Linked DNA regions of Mus musculus: region 1 is linked to region 2. Evidence: chromatin contacts called from public Micro-C data. All regions are on one chromosome and are shown on one strand. The core of a region is the stretch at or near the end of the contact, and the rest is flanking DNA. Distances in the headings are between cores, read along the strand shown.

Region 1 (5,482 bases), core at 663-3,162, 480 kb after region 2:
TGCCTTGGTCATGGTGTCTCTTCCCAGCAATGAAACCCTAACTAAGACAGGCTTAAAGTTTTGAATTATTTCAAAATCGATATTCAGTGAACATATACTAGTATTCTTACAAAACATGATCTCATCATTGTATGGTTCTCACTGTGTCCACAATGCCCAAGAGAAAAACAAAAAGCAATGATTTTTTTGGGCGGGGGGGTCGGGTTATTTATTTATTTATTTATTTTCCGAGACAGGATTTCTCTGTATAGCCCTGGCTGTCCTGGAACTCACTCTGTAGGCCAGGCTGGCCTTGAATGCAGAAATCTGCCTGCCTCTGCCTCCCAAGTGCTGGGATTAAAGGTATGCACCACCACTGCCTGGTTTAACAATAATATTTAATTAAATGTTTTGAGGTCCACTTATCTTGGATATTAAATACCTGGAGAGTCTACCTGGTGGCACTTGCTGGTAATCCTAGGACAGAGAGTTAGAGACCAGCCTAGGTACCCTAGCAAGTTCAAGACCACCTGGACTATAGAGATACCACATACATTCTGGGCTTGACTTATCTGGTATCCCTAGTCCATAGCAGAGAGCCTGGCCCTTCAACAGGTGGACAACAAACATTCTGATGATGTGTACTTCTTACACCTGGTGTATGTTGTAGTAGTAATATATTGTTTAAAGATTTATTTATTCTATGAAGTACACTGTAGCTGTTGTCAGGCACACCAGAAGAGGACGTCAGATCTGAACTCAGGACCTTCAGAAGAGCAGTCGTGCTGTTAAATACTGAGCCATCTCTCCAGCCTCGTTGCTGGGATTTTTTTTTTTTTTAAGACAGGATTTTTCTGTGTAGCCCTGGCTGTCCTAGAACTCACTCTGTAGACCAGGCTGGCCTCGAACTCAGAAATCCGCCTGCCTCTGCCTCCCAAGAGCTGGGATTAAAGGTGTGCGCCCCCCCCCCCCCCCCCAGCGGTTACTGGGATTTTGAACTCAGTCAGGACCTTTGGAAGAGCAGTCAGTGCTCTTAACCGCTGAGCCATCTTTCCAGCCCAATAGTAATATTTTTAATAAATCCTGGCGCGAGGTCCTTCCCACCTTAGACCATTTATGTTCCCAGATGAAAGACACACACACCGCCTTTATATTTTAATATGCCTTAAATAACACAATAGCCGGGCAACTGCCTAACTCTGAGTTACTACTTCTAATCTCTATGCTCCATCTTCGCTGCTCCTAATTCCAATTAGTCAGCCCTCTGGGCCACGTTTTCTTGGCCCGGAACCCAAGGCTCGCCTTGCTTCCCTACCCCATGGCTGCTCTTGTCTCTGTTCTGCACACTCCTGAGGCAGAGCGAGTCTCTCTTCTTCCCTCCTGCTTCCTCCAGGTCCCAAGCCCAGGAACCTTAAATCCTGCCTCTTCCTCTCTTCTCCCCAGCTATTGGCTGCTGGCATCTTTATTTACCAATCAGAATTAACTGGGGCAGTTTCCCAGAAGCTAGGAGTTACCCTCTCAAGTCAACTAACTTAGGGGACCCAAATTAGCATTAGAATACTAACGGCTACAGTACCAGTCAGTCCCAGAAAGATCCTGAACAAGGGAGACTAATGGAGAAGTGTGTGTGTCAAAACTTAAAACAGCTTTAACCAGCAAAACAATGGAAGGCTCAGCTGGCTTTGCCTTGCCTGGGATAGGAATACAGATCCAGCACACCTTTAACAAAATTTGGATTTTCAGTTTTCCTACTCACCAGTATAGCCTCAGGACAAAAGGAGGAGGAGACAAAGGGGCTCCTGCCCTACCCTCATTCATTCATTCATTCATTCATTCATTCACTCACTTATTCCCTTTCAGACCAAAGAGAGCTAGATGTGGAAGACACATCGTCACAGAGCCAATCATAAGGAGACCCAGGGCGCTACCGAGGGGCCGCGCACAGCACACCTCCCTTCACCACGCACCTCGAAACCTGGGGTGTAGAGTCTTGCTGCGGGAGGTGAAGAACTGTTTGATTCATGAGCAGCCACTGTAAAGACAGAAGGATGGACTCTCTGGATATGACGTGGCATGTAGTGATTTCCAACTTCAGCTCTTCATTAAAATCTGAAGCCCTGTTTCAGAAGGCTTAGAGGTTCTAGGGATGGGGTCTCCCGGGCTCACTATTTCAAGTGGCTTCACCGATTTCAGTGGAAGGCGAAGGATGCTTTTGGAAGTGGTTGGGATACCCACCTGTTGTTTTCCTGGCAAATGCTCATTGCCTTAAGAGAACTGTCGTACTCTGTTTTATCTGCCAAAGCGGTTTAAATCGCGAGTCCTCAAGGACATGGCGGGACAGTAGGTCAAACTGATGTTTGGAGTGTTTAGTACACAGAGGCTTGTGAAGGTTTCAGATTTCTTTGTTAATTGATACCACCCCCCCCACCCCCCACCCCCCCCACCCCCCTCCCGCCGCCGAACACTAACTCTGTAGGAACTAAGAAAGTGCTACCCAGCTGTGAGAGGCCACTGAACTGGCCCGTGCGCTTCCTGAAAACAGTGTTTGATGCCAAGGGATCCAAGGCCTCCTCATGGACACTGGTACCCATGAGGACGCTCCTAACTTCTTGACAACAATTTCTTTAACCTCAGTATTAGGTAATTTCAACTCTGAAAACTGCTTCCCTTAACTGCAATCAGAGTGGACTTTCTTGATTTTTGGTCAGAGTCTTGCTATGTTTCTCAGTCTGTTTTGGAACTTGCTGGGTAGCTGCGGGCTGACCTGAAACTTGTGACCCTTCTGTCTCAGCCTCCTGGGTGCTTAGAGTTTTGGCACGTATTACCATGTCTAAGCGAAAGTTATTTTTTAACACTGTGTGTGTGTTGGCGTGTTAACTTACAGACCATTCCATTAGACTCCTCTCAGGGACCTAGCAACAACTTAAGTCATCTGCGGCTGCTAGGTTATGGGCTGCCTATAAATGGACTGCCTACCACCCCAGCCCTTTCAGTTTCCCCGTTTTCTCTCTCTGTGTCTTTCTCTGTTCCCGGCATTCTCTCTTGACCTCTTCTTTCCTTCTCTGCCCTCATGGCTCTCTGTCTGCTTCCTGTCTGTCTGCCTGCCTGTCTACATGTCCACTTGTCTGCCTCTTCCCGTCTTCCCAGACCCTCACTCCTTTCCCTTCCCCCAGTAAACCCCCTTTATACCTGATCTGTTGCATGATGTAATTACTCAGGGGCCACACCTTGGCATGGGCCTTGCCATGTACCCCTTTGCCAAATTATATTTCATACATACACACACACACACACACACACACACACACACGATATTGGAGATAGGGTCTTATAGAATCAGCTAGCCTGGAATTCTGGAATTCACCAATGCTGGAACTAAAGGCATGTGCCAGCTCTGCCCTGTTCTCCAGCTCTTATTGATTGACTCAGGGCATTGCACATGCGAGGGAACTTCTCTACCACTGTGTTGGCCCTCTGCCCGTAGCACTTGACAGTTTTGTTTGTTCCCATACTGGGGACTGAACCAGTATGTTAGGAACACCCTACTGAGCTATATCCTCTGCCTTCATATCTGTCTCAATCAGTGCTCTATTGCTGTGAAGAGACACTGTGGTGGTTTGTATAGGCTTGGCCCAGGGAATGGCCTTGTTGGTGTAGGTGTAGCCTTGTTGGAGGAAGTGTGTCACTGTGGGGGTGGGCTTTGAGACCCTCCCCCTAGTTGCCTAGAAGGCAGTCTTTTCCTGGCTGCTTTCAGATCAAGATGTAGAACTCTTGGCTCCTCCAGCACCAAGTCTGCCTGGATGCTGCCATGCTTCCCACCATGATGATAACGGACTGAACCTCTAAACCTGTAAGCCAGCCCCAATTAAATGTTGTCCTTTATAAGAGTTGCCTTGGTCACAGTATGTCTTCTCAGCAATGGAAACCCTAACTAAGACAGGCTTAAAGTTTTGAATTATTTCAAAATCGATATTCAGTGAACATATACTAGTATTCTTACAGACACCATGGCCACAGCAGCTCTTATAAAGGAAAGCATTTAACTGGGGCTGGCGTACACCTCAGAGGTTTGGTCTATTGTCATCACAGTGGGAAAAGCACGGGGGTAAGCAGGCAGACATGGAGCTGGAGGAAGAACGGAGAGTCCTACATCTGGATCTATAGGCAGCCGAGAGAGGGAGAGAGACAGACAGACACTGGCCCTAGCTTGAGCATTGCCCACCCCCAGTGGCACACTTCCTCCAACAAGGCCACATCTCGTAATTTCACTCCCTAAGCATTAAATATATAAACCTATAAGGGCCATTCCTATTCAAACCACCACAGTATCTTTATTTCATTCATTCATTCATTCATTTTTGTTTTTGTTTTTGTAAAACTCTGTGTATATATATGTGTGGGAGGGGGAGGGTATGGAACAGATGTGGAAGTCAAGGATAGTTTGTGGGGATTGGTTCTCTCCTTTATTTTGTGGGTCTCAGGGATTAAACTCAAGTCCTCAGCCTTAACAGCCAGCTCCTTTACCTACAAACACACCCCCTAGAACTAGTTTTATTTATTTAATGTTTTTATTTTTTTAAGACAGTGTTTCTCTATGTAGCCCTTGGTTGTCCTTGAACTCACAGAGATTCTCCTGCCTCTGCCTTCTATGCACTGGAATTAAAGCTCTGCACCACCACACCAAACTGCTGCCCTGTTGTTTTTGAGATGGGGCCCTAGAGCCCAAGCTGACTTGATGCCTCCTGCATAGCCCAGGTTTGCTCAAACTCACGGTGGTGCTCTTGCCTCTCTGCGCACAGAGTATTCGAATCGTGGGTGGCAGGCCTGCGCCCTCACAATCAGACTTGGGGATTTTCCACCCCACACCTCCCCTGCCCCGGGTGAAGGATGGAGCCCAGAGCTTGAGCATGCCACACAAGCACTCCATCACTGAGCCTCAGCTCTAGCCCCGATCCTTACTATTTGGTAATTACTGAGGCTGGACAAACGGCTCGGTGATTAAGAACATTTGTTGCTCTTACTAAGGAAGCACCCAGCTTCAGTTCCCAGCGCCTACATGGTGGCTCACAACCAGCTGTAACTCCAGTCCCTGGGAGTCTGATAGCCTCTTCTGGCTTCTGGGCACACACGGTACATACACTTAAGGACGACCATCAGACACACATAAGATAAAAATAAATGCTTTCAAAATGTGAACTTGTAGTCGAACCAGTTTAAACTTATCCCTCAGTCTAGCTAACAAGTACATGAAACGCAGAAACTCAAACTATGGGTATTTTATTTGGCTTTGACAATTACTGGGAGTCACCCCTAATCCATATATATATATATATATATATATATATATATTTTTTTTTTTTTTTTTATACAGGGTTTCTCTGTGAAGCCCTGGCTGTCCTGGGACTCACTCTGTAGATCAGGCTGGCCTCGAACTCAGAAATCCGCCTGCCTCTGCATCCCAAGTGCTGGGATTAAAGGCATGTGCCACCACTGCCTGGCTAAT
Region 2 (5,936 bases), core at 1,338-3,837:
AACCTCTGACCCACCCCTTCAGCGGAAGCAGGGAATCTGAGAGCAATAGTTAACTCATTAAAATGTTGAGTTCTACAGTCATTTAGTCCAGCCTACTAAAGACCCTAAATAAATCCTATTCCTCCAAATGTTTATTTTTAAAAAGACCCCAATTCAAAATGCTTAATTGGGGATATGAAGACCAGGGCAATGCCCTATATGATCAATGAAGATCTGCACTCACAGCCAAGAACACCGGCTGAGCAAGGCAGGAGTATCACCGCGAGGACCAGAGGCAACAGCAGTGGAGGGTGCATATCTGTAATCCCAATATTCAGGAGGAGTCATAAGTTCGAGACCAGCTTCTGCCAGTAAAGGTCAAGTCAGTCTGGAATAGAGTGACACCTTACCACACATAAATTCTTTAAAACAGACATCAAAACCCAGGAAGCCATAAACTGTAGCATCTGAGATTCTTTTTAATTATTAGCGGCTGGTCTGGAAGCATTAAGCTTCACTATACCCATAAATACCTAATTAACTATATTCAGTTGTGTGTAACTGAATCTAAATATACTCTCCAAATTGTTTTTGCCTCAAGAAACCAATACCTGCCGGGCGTGGTAGGGCACTCCTTTAATCCCAGCACTCGGGAGGCAGAGGCAAGAGGATTTCTGAGTTCGAGGCCAGTCTGGTCTACAAAGTGAGTTCCAGGACTATACAGAGAAACCGTGTCTCGAAAAAAAAAAAACAAAAAAGGAAGACAGAAAAGAAAAGAAAGGAGAAGAGAAGAGAAAAAAGAGAAAAGAAAAGAAACCAATACCTGAGGGGAAGGGCTGCTTTATGGCGCCCCCTCGTCCAATCATCCGGCGTGAGCGCACAACTCCACCCCAAACCAATCCTGTCGTGGTAGTCCCAAGGTCTGGAAAGTCATTGCAAATTCCTCAGTAGCCGCTCAGCTCAGGATGGTTGGTTCACTTGGAAAGAGTTGTGGGGGTGGGGAAGACAGGGAATCCTTTTTGTTTGTTTGTTTTTTTTGGGTTTTGTTTTGTTTTTTCGAGACAGGGTTTCTCTGTGTAGCCCTAGCTGTCCTGGAACTCACTCTGTACACCAGGCTGGCTTCGAACTCAGAAATCCGCCTGACTCTGCCTCCCGAGTGCTAGGATTAAAGGCGTGCGCCACCACGCCCGGCTGAGTCAGGGAATCCTTATCGCTGCTCCAGCATTAAGTCTTTCTTAAAGTCACATTAATTTTAGTGGGTCAGAAACGTACCCAGTTCAGTTCCCAAAGGGCAACTGGAGCCGGACACTTCTTTCCTGACTCATTCCTGTGGATTAATGGGCGAACACTGGAGGTGAAGGAGAGAGTAAGAGAAAGGGGAAGTTGCTTTTTCAGACTGGTCTCACCATGCAGCCCTAGCTGCCCTGAAACTCACGGAGATCTCTATGCCTTTACCAACCCAGCGCTGGAATAATCATAGGCGAGCACACCCCTCCGGAAAAAGGAAGATTTGCTTCCCTACCCCGCGGAGTAGGCGGTGGTCTCTTCAGCCCAGGCAGGGACCGCGAGCTCCCGGAGCTCACGTGCAGCACGATAAGTCTTAGGCACTCACTCTGCCGCTGCGAGCACACGTACGCCCTCAATCCCCTCTCCAGGATCCCAGAACCAGTCAGTAGCATTCCAAAAACTTGCGTTTCGGCGCTGGCAACATATCCTACTTTCTTGCTTCTTCTTGAACCTCCCAATTCCGGACCAGCCTTTCCCAGACCTCCAGGTCCCCTGCACTCCCGAAGTGGCTCCCAGCAACCCCTTTCTAGGGTTCATCCGCGAAGGATGGGGTACGTCTCAAACGCGTGAGACACTTCTGAACCCGACAGCTCGCGCTCCCCACTCCTCGCTGGCAAAAGCTATCGCCTCCCTACAGGCAGACTCCCAGACTTTCTAAGAACTCCTGTCTGGGGACCTCCCAGAGGCCATACATGCGTTTCCCCTACAGGATCTCCAGTTGATGCCAAGTCTGGAGGTCCCCATGCGAACCGATCCTAGCCAGGGCTAACTAAACTTTCTGGGGAGCGCTGTAAGGTCCCCCGCGAGCATTGTTAGTCACCCGCCACGAAAGACCCGGAGCGGCCCGGGATAGGGGGTCGTGGCGCGGAGTTGACTCGCACGAGTCATCACCAAGCATCGCGGCGTGCAAAGTCCTAGCCCGATCGAGATCCGCCCCCCAGCTCCGTCCCGCCACGGAGTAGTACCCTCTCCCAACTCCCCGGCTCTTTGCTGCCGCCCCAGCTCACCCTAAACTGCCTCTGGATCCCAGGGCAGCGCGGGTCACCCCTGCTAGAAGCCTGCACCAATCCTTGGACAAACTTTCCAGCGGGTCTTGGTCCGTGCAACTTTGGAGCCTGAGGCTCCGGCACGCGCCAAGGAGTTCAGGCGGGCCTAGGATGGACACTTACCATCCGGCACGGTCAGGGCCCGAGCACCCGGGTTGGGGAGCTGCTCCGCGAATGTTCCCGTAGAAGAGGCAGGTAGAGGTACATGACCAGGGAGGGAGAGGACGTCCAGGGGCGAATACAGACCCCGGGATTGTACAAACCAGTTGCAGAGTGCAGTGTTCCACGAGCGGAGTGCGCGGGTACTCCCAGCCAGGTCAGCCCTCGCCCCCCCCCAGAGCAGCGGTGTCTCCCCAGTACAGACCTCTAGGAGTGTAGCTGGGGCACAGCCTTTGCTGGACCCTGTACCGCTGAGCGAGAGGCAAAATGCGAGCTGGATTTTCCCAAATCGGAGCCGGACTCCTCTCGACCCTTCTCCTGTCCACTCCTTCCTAGGCTTTCCTGAAATTCCGCCCGCGCTCCCTCCCCTTTTTTCTTAGGTCAAAGGAGTGTTGAAATCTACAGGTCACCATCTCTTTCAGTGATGGGAGTCAGAGTATCTCTAATCAGATGGGAGTAAAGGTATCTCGAAAACGAATGTTTCCAGAAGCGAGTCGGGTCATCCAGGTGACATCCTAGAGGTGTCAAACCAACTTCAAGACCAAAGAGAAATCAAATTAGCTTTGATTTTTTCCCTACATCTTTATTTTGATTAGCCATTGACTGCGGACTCATTAGTGATCATAATCACTTTATAGGAAATGGAAATACAGTAAGAGAGAAATTCCTGCCATGAGGTTCAGGCTTGACTTTAACTAGGCATATCCCAAGGTAAGATAGCTTTCTCTTCTTCCAGAAGTCTGCCCTTAGACAAGGAAATCTACTGCTTCAGGTGGAAGGGAGAAAACTGGCTTGTGGCTTTACACTCCACTCCCCCAATTCCATACCTGAACTGTGGTATATAAATGTCCCTCGATAGCCTAGCAGATGCCTTTAATCCCAGGACTTGGGGGGCAGAGGCAAGTGGATTTCTGAATTATAGGCCAGTCTGGTTTACAAAGTGAGTTCTAGGACAGCCAGGGCTATACAGAGAAATCCTGTCTCAAAAAAACAAAACAAAATAAAACAAATAAATGTCCCTAGATTGTTCGGAGAAATAGTCCCAAACTGTCAAGCTTACACCCTAAATAAATCCTTTAAATGTATTCTTAACTAGGTACCAGCTATAACGGGTTTGTTTGTTTAGCTTTTAAAAGTCTCTGTGTAGCCCAGGCTGCCCTCAAAGGCAGGAATCTTCCAGCCACAGCCTTTCCAGTGCTGGGATTATAAAGTAACCTGATTGGAGGTCAGAAATGCACTTCTAGCTGAGTTCTGCTCAGAGGTGAAGACTGAGGCCTCAATTTAATCTTTGCAATAGAAAAAAGCAAACCTGGCTCTCTCTTTTTTTCTTTATTTTTCTTTCATTCCCTTTCTCTATTAGATTTTGACCTTGAACTGATTCTCCTTCCCATACCTATAAAGTGCGAGAAATATTGACAGATAAGTTTTTAGACAAATAAGACAAAACACTCTAGCAAAACCAGGCAAACATCTCTTTTCCCAGCCAGCCTTAATAGAGTGAGACCCTGTAATAGTTTTTTAAGATTTTATTTATTTATTTTATATATATGACAAGTACACTAGAGCTGTCTTCAGACACACCAGAAGAGGGCATCTGATCCTGTTACAAAAGTTGTGAGCCACACTATGTGGTTGCTGGGAATTGAACTCAGGACCTTTGGAAGAGCAGTAAATGTTCTTAACCACTGAGCCATCTCTCCAGCCCCAACACCCCTGTCCACCTGTCTCTGCCTCCCGAGTGCTGGGATTAAAGGCTTCTGCCACCATGCCGGACTTAAAATTTTCTTTTCTCAAAAAACAAACAACAAAAAAAATTCTTTTCAAGTTGGGCCTTTGGGAGGCAACATTTGGAATGTAAATAATTTTTGGTTTTTTTTTTTTTTTTTTTTTTTTTTTTTGAGACAGGGTTTCTTTGTATATCTGGCTGTCCTGAAACTTGCTTTGTAGACCAAAGCTGTCCTCGAACTCAGAAATCCACCTGCCTCTAATAAATTTAATTTTTAAAAAAGAAAAAAAAGATAAAGTCGGGCCTTTGAAATGGGACAGATTATCAGTACCTCTGGCCAAGCCTACAGATCTGAGTTTGATCCTTGAAATCCACACATCAGGGTGTCGAGAACTCACTCCCACAATTTGGCATAAGCACAAATTTAAGAGAACAGGAGAATACAAAAATTCACAGGAAGGCAAGGCTTAATGCAAGGACTCAAAAAAGGACGAAGCAGGACTGGTACTAAAGGCAATGTCTCCAGAGATAATAGCATGCAAGGCAGTTACTACTCCATTTACAATAGCTTATCAGGAGCTGGGATTTTTCTGATGTTTTCTAGTCATATGAAGGAAACAAACAACATATTTTTATTTCTCTGCTCACACCACCTCAGCAGTGAATAGTTAGTTCTGTGTCCAGGTTTGTGGACTTTTCCTCAACCCATCAAGCAATTTGCCACTGGCAACTGTGTAGCATATCAGTCTTGTCTGCCAGGGACTGTTCCATGACCCCTTTAAGAAACTCAGGTCTTGGGGCTGGTGAGATGGCTCAGCGGTTAAGAGTGCCCACTGCTCTTCCTAAAGTCCTGAGTTCAAATCCCAGCAACCACATGGTGGCTCACAACCATCTGAAATGAGATCTGACTCCCTCTTCTGGAGTGTATGAGGACAGCTATGGTGTACTTACATATAATTAATTAATTAATTAATTAATTATAAAAGAAAAGAAAGAAAGAAACTCAGGTCTTTGGGCAGGCGAAATGGCTCAGTGGCTAAGAGCACTGACTGTTATTTCCCAGGTCCTGAGTTCAAATCCCAACATGGCTCACAACCACCATAATGAGATCTGATGCTGTCTTCTGGCCTGTCTGAAGACAACTACAATGCACTTACATAACAAATGAGAAAGAAAGAAAGAAAGAAAGAAAGAAAGAAAGAAAGAAAGAAAGAAAGAAAGAAAGAAAGAAAGAAGGAAGGAAGGAAGGAAGGAAGGAAAGAAAGAAAGAAAGAAGAAAAAGCCAGGCATGGTGGCACACACCTTTAATCCCAGCACTTGGGCAGCAGAGGCAGGCAGATTTCTGAGTTCGAGGACAACCTGGTCTACAGGACAGCCAGAGCTAAACAGAGAAACCCTGTCTTCAAAAACAAAAACAAAACAAAAAAAAGACTCCAGAGAAGCTCAGATTACAGAACTAAGTGATATTTTCCTGCCATGTGTAATTATTGTTCTTTGTTTTTCGAGACAGGGTTTTTCTCTGTATAGTTCTGGCTGTCTTGGAACTCACTCTGCAGACCAGGCTGGCCTCAGAAATCCACCTGCCTCTGCCTCCCAAGTGCTGGGATAAAAGGCATGCAACACCAGGCCCAGCAGTGTATTACTGTTCTTACAAGGCTTTAATACCGTACCTAGCCATCACCATGTGTATAGTAGGAATCAAACTCAGATCTTACTTTTCAAGGCACATATGCCATGTT

The links. A called contact is a pair of places that touch in the nucleus more often than the background predicts.
Region 1: a contact with region 2 is called in a Micro-C map of embryonic stem cells, with 9 times the contacts expected there. The contact joins the enhancer-like site here to the promoter of Tet1 in region 2. A contact is called at or near these places in 10 of 39 promoter capture datasets (the C10 cell line, the HPC-7 cell line, HPC-7-derived erythroid cells and 6 more), 2 of 484 Hi-C or Micro-C datasets (the N1E-115 cell line and embryonic stem cells), 4 of 115 datasets of contacts at active chromatin or transcription factors (all in embryonic stem cells) and 1 of 9 other capture datasets (liver).

The regions. Positions count from the first base shown.
Region 1 is chr10:63,364,784-63,370,265 of GRCm38.p6, forward strand. No RefSeq gene overlaps it. Among named protein-coding and RNA genes, the nearest start is that of Dnajc12, 19 kb to the right of the region's middle. Within about 2 kb of position 1,913, at least 14 of the 459 cell types and tissues checked have an H3K27ac peak or open chromatin away from gene starts, as enhancers often do. A contact at or near this core is called in embryonic stem cells, where this site is marked.
Region 2 is chr10:62,884,737-62,890,672 of GRCm38.p6, forward strand. It overlaps Tet1 (tet methylcytosine dioxygenase 1), which reads right to left and starts at 2,588. Exons shown (of 13, transcript NM_001253857.2): 1 at 2,436-2,588. All of the region lies in intron 2 of Gm51805 (a long non-coding RNA gene), which reads left to right.